Linked DNA regions of Xenopus laevis: region 1 is linked to region 2. Evidence: chromatin contacts called from public Hi-C data. All regions are on one chromosome and are shown on one strand. The core of a region is the stretch at or near the end of the contact, and the rest is flanking DNA. Distances in the headings are between cores, read along the strand shown.

Region 1 (2,700 bases), core at 191-2,690, 160 kb before region 2:
GCGTTCTGACACTTTGTGGTTTCATGGTTTCGGACCATTCCCTTGCATATTATTACATAGGTAATTTGGGTAGAAACACACTGTATATACTGTACATCATGTTCATTCCTTCACTGTATCTCACAGTATCACTCACCTGCATGTTGTCAAGGTTTTTTTTTATCATAGTGATAATGGGACTTTAAGACTGGGTTGTCCAACTGAAGGTATGCAGGTTGGATGTAACCCTCCAACTGATTTTAAAGGCTTTCAGGTTGCTTAAGAGCCATACTGACTTTGAATAATATATCTGTTTTATCTGCCCCCATATAAGTAGCACCTGTACCTGTATAGTGAATAATTATTAATGTATACAATGATGTTAAAGTTTTATTACAGCCTGCCAGTAAATGTTGCCTTTAATCTTTTAGGATTGCTGGAGTTTTAGCATTTGCTTGATGTGGGTTATATGGTGCGGATATTTTTTATAGGTATATACAAGCAAATATATCTCTAGCAGTTGATACCAATTTGAACAGACTTTTTGGCATTAAAGTAGAACTGTCACAGGTGTATGAACGTAACCATGCAATAAAGAGTTAATTAAAAGGGTAATCATTTACTGGTATTCCAAAGAGGTGCAATTTAGTGCTCAGCCCTTCTGTCCCTATTTATAGTAAATGAGTCCTATGTTGTGTAGCTTTGGAAAACTAGCATTACTTCTAAATTGTCAGTAGATGGTGATCTAGCTCCATATTCTTTGTGCATGGAATAAACATTTCTAAACTAACCAAGAAGAAGAGATAGTCAAATCTGAATTGCTTATAACAGCATATTTATATGTCCAGCAAGGTTATAAGGCAGTGCTGTCCAACTTCTGTGGTGGATACGTGGTGGAGGGCCAATAATGGAAGCCAATGTTGACAGTGTCAGACTAGGACACCAGGGGCCCACCCGAAAACCTTAGACCAGGGTCCCACCATAAAACCTTAGACCAGGGGCCCACTCTCAGTTCTAATATTCTTCATCTCCTCAATAAACCTCTATTCTTCTAGTCTGTTTTCTTTATACTATAATCAATTATTCCATCTATTTAGCCTCTTTGTTCTCATAGAAATAGGAAATGGCCATGAAATAGGCCAAAAGTATAACAGCATGAGGGCCCACTGACACCTGGGCCCACCGGGAGTTTTCCTGGTATCCTGGTGGGCCAGTCCGACATTGAATGTTGACCACTCCCTGGTTTTAAACCACGCCCATTTTAAACTACACCCATATTACCACAAGAACTTTTAAGACCGTGTCCACATTAATGGCAGTAGCCAGGGTCGGACTGGGCCGATGGAACACCCGGGGAAAAACCCAGGGTCCCCAGACCCGCTCCCCAATCAGGCGAAACTAAAAAAAATATGTGTGGTGCAGTGCACAGGATTTCTAGCATGCATGCAGGATTTCGATGTTTGCGCATGCGTGTGGCGGCCCGTCGTTCCTGCATGTGCGCATCACACTGGTTTTGCACGGCATGACAGCTTTTGTGCATGCACGCGGGGCCCCCAAGGTTTGAAACCCAGTGGGCCTCAAATGCAAGAGACGGGAGCCCACCGGGTTTTTTCCCGGTGTCCTGCCGGCTCAGTCCGACCCCGTCACTTATCACTCATACGTGTGACACAATTTAAATCATGTTGAAATATATCCTTAAATCCATATGTGTCCTCCTCCCCTGTGGAAAGTACAGCACCCCAGCACATGATTAAACACCTTAGGGGTCCCTAACAATAACCAAGCTCATGTCCCCCGGGTAATGTAATACAGGCAGAGTAGGGCACACACAGGGAGCATAGGGCAGGCAGAGTTTGGTGTGAACAATGCAGGGGGGGATAACAGGAGTGAACAATGCAGGTGCTTAGGCTCTGGACACAAATGCAGTTTTTAAAAAAACTGACCTCTGCGAAAATACACTATTGGAAGTTACCAATGACTAAGCTTAAATCACTAAACGTATTTACATGGCGGTCTACTTTTTTAAAAACCGATTCGTGTACCGTGCCGAAAACAAGGCGGTTCTCTACATGTGTGTCCGGGGCCTTTTAGACTGAATTTGAGGTGTAAACAATGCAGGGGTCAGTTAATCTCAGTACTGGTACCTTTTAAAGCTTACACAAGTTAAGCAGTCAGAACTGCCAGACTTTCATGGTGGGGGGGGCACACTAGTGTGGGTCGCGGGCTGCCAGTTGGACAGCACTGTTATAAGGTATATCATTTTACTTACATAATCCAGTTTCTTAAGTACAGAGTCACTAGTAACTCCAAGTAATTACTATTGAAACTTTCACATTTAGATCAATTTACAGATATATAAATATTTGTTTTCGTATCATTCTTTTGGGGAATAAGGCATATAGCCTTCTATTGTAAGTTCTACTTTAGCAATATTAATGTAAATGTAAATTCTGGCATTTATTGACCTTTTGTGGATGCCTGAGAATGCCTTTTTACCATGTTTACTGGGTCTTTTCTGAGTTCCATTTTTGCCCGTGGGTGGAGAGATAAAGGCACAACACATGTAAATTTCAAACCCTGCCCCCCTTGGCACATACACATATTTTCTTATAATTGCCTACAGATGGCTCCTAAAGCATGTAACCCTTGGTCTAATATTTTTTTTAAAGAATGGACTACCTAATATCCCTTACAATTTGGAACAGGCTTCTGTTAAGTGAG
Region 2 (2,700 bases), core at 119-2,618:
AGGAGAGACTAGCCCATAGGGAGAGAATGAGGCATTGGTAATAGAAAGATAAAGAAGCAATACCTGACAAATGTAAAAGGGGCAAGGTAGAAAGAAAATGTAAAAAAAAAGAGTAGGAAGAAGAAGAAAACATGGGAATTGCAACAAGAATAAAGGTACAAGACAGAAAAAAATCCCAGAAGAGGAATCAGAGAAGGGATTGAAAGGTAAGATAGTTTTCCAAATAAATGAGAAACAAAATGCTATTTGTAAAATGTTTTCTGTTTCTCTTTCAATTCATAGAAATAATCTAAACAATCATTAGTAAAAAGATTACTGAATAGCAATGGATGAGCCAATTGCCTGGTTTTCCTTGGCTTCAAGAGCATTTAGTCCTGGCACTGGGGAGAACGATACTAGTAGGAAGGAATATTGTGATTTGCCATTTCTCTCCATTTCTTCCAAATGCTTTGTGCTAGGAAGCTTCTTTGGTGGTCAATGAATGGTCCTTACACTATTTCATCACAGGTGCCCTCTGCTGAACGTATCCACCCACTCAGGGTGCTGACAATCACTAATTCAGGCCACGTCTAGAGTTGTCCTTTGGCCAGTAATGGGGATTTACTGCTCAGTGTTCACACAATACAGTGTCTCATAAGGAATGCAATGTAAGGTTCTTATTTTTCATTTGCAATCAATAATTGCTTGAAAGTCTCTGTAGTTGCCCTGTCAGTCATATGGACAACTGTCAGCACACTCACTGGGAAACAATGCAAGAAAAGCTCATAGCACCATAGCCACCACTGAGCATGGAGTACACCATTGCTTGACTGCACCCGATACTTTGTAGTGTAGCCAGTCAGCTCAAGGCTATTCATGATAGCTGCAATGATGTTGAATGGGTTTATCACCTGTATGTAGTCCCTAAACTATAGTAGAAAGGGTCAGCCTAGTAGCTTTTTGCAACAATTCTCCTGATATCAGGAGTGATATGCAGAGGTATCAGTCACAAGTTATGCTGGGTAAAATGCTGCATAATCACTTATGTGACTTTAACGTTAATTTGATGTAAGATGTTTACTGAAAGCTAAAATCTTACATATCAAATTGTTTTGAATATACTTTTATAACACTTAACTTATAACTGTATGTATTGCCATTCCCTAGCATCTGCTGTTTCTCCCTATCTGTGCTTTTGTATTGATTGCTACTATTGTATTACATACGGTTAGTGTAGAATAGCCCAGGCAATATAGTCACTGTATACTGGTATAAGCAGTTGCTTGATGTATGGCAGTTAATGACAGTGGTTAGAATCAATACCCCCACCCATGCCTCCAGGGTGGAGTCCATCCTGCAGTCTTGCGGTGACACTTGTGAAAAATATTTCCTGTCACTCTCCCCAGAGCTGTCACTTGTGTGAGATCTGTCATTGATTCATTCACTTTATTACCACCATTCCTTGCACAGTGGCCACCTGTTGCCAGGTGAGTAAGGGGTTAAAATGGAACTAGGGAGGGGAGATAAGGCTTTAGCAAAGAAACAAGTTCGGGAGACTTTACAGGCAGAGATGCAGAACAACTGCAAACTCCTGATTTATTAAGAGATGCCAAAAGAAGCATATTATTTACTAGAACAATGGGAGAACATAAAGAAACCCCTTTTGGACGAGAGGTTTGAAAGCTATGGCTCAAATGGTAGGTGCTATCCCAAGAAACGCATATGTATCGATTAGCAGTGAGAGAAAATCAGACAAGAAGCTTGCAGTCAGGTACTATAATTGGAAATCTGACTTACAGTTGAGAACCGTACTACTTTGGAGCTTTACAACCTATAGTAGTAAATCTGAGAAGTAGTAAGTCTCACTCTGTACTGCGGAGCTTTCAGTCTACAGGTCCAATGAGGCAACCTGCCCTACAAAGTATAACATTTAGTGGCCAAATAGGGGTCAAAGAAGGTGCAGCATATTCTTTCATGGAATTTTAGCACCTTCATACAATATGCCACATGTATTTCTATTGTTTTTACCCATTGCCTGATTTTTGTGTGGTTTCGAGTGCACATCAGGGCACTGTGTCTCTTTAGTAAAAACTACTCAACCAATACGCTCACAGCCTGGTAGCATAATGAGAGTATAAAGGGCTTACGGTATTTACTAAAGGAGCAGAAAGTGCATTTTACCCACAGTGCAACATTATTTTACATAATTCTAGTGTAATTGTGCCGGCTACAATAAAGTACAAAATGTTGTTCCAGCCAATGAAAGTACAACGATCTGTGCCGTTTTATCAACTGTGTGCAAATAGGCAAGACTTGCTTCTACAGGGGAAAGATGCCTACAGGCAGAACATGGAAATGCAATTATTTGCCATTTAATTGTGATTCAACAGGAATCATATTGACTGACAGCCTGGACAAACCAGGTGTCAGGTACAGGGATCCCAAGTGCTGGAGCATGTCGCATGCGCCTCATGCACCAAAGTAGGCGCAACCAACATAATCCTGCATAGCACTTATAGATGACGTAGGAGGTACAATCACATTGTGTATTGCATTTTAATGGGGCAGTTCTGTAAATCATCCTTTATATCTTTACCTCATCATATGGTAAAAGAAACTGAGTTTTGCAGCTTTATAAGTTTGTGCAAGGAGCTCACACTCTAACGATACAAAAGGAAACAACACTCTTAAAGGGATAACAACAAGAGGTACCCCTTGTTA

Evidence for each region. A called contact is a pair of places that touch in the nucleus more often than the background predicts.
Region 1: a Hi-C map of the XTC cell line shows a contact between it and region 2, with 5 times the contacts expected there. The contact joins the enhancer-like site here to the promoter of s1pr4.L in region 2. A contact is called at or near these places in 2 of 4 Hi-C or Micro-C datasets (the XL177 cell line and the XTC cell line).

Annotation. Positions count from the first base shown.
Region 1 is chr1L:123,649,536-123,652,235 of Xenopus_laevis_v10.1, reverse strand. No RefSeq gene overlaps it. Among protein-coding and RNA genes, the nearest start is that of gna11.L, 11 kb to the left of the region's middle. Within about 2 kb of position 1,440, at least 1 of the 7 cell types and tissues checked has an H3K27ac peak or open chromatin away from gene starts, as enhancers often do.
Region 2 is chr1L:123,490,313-123,493,012 of Xenopus_laevis_v10.1, reverse strand. It overlaps s1pr4.L (sphingosine 1-phosphate receptor 4), which reads left to right and starts at 1,368. Exons shown (of 3, transcript XM_018226496.2): 1 at 1,368-1,466.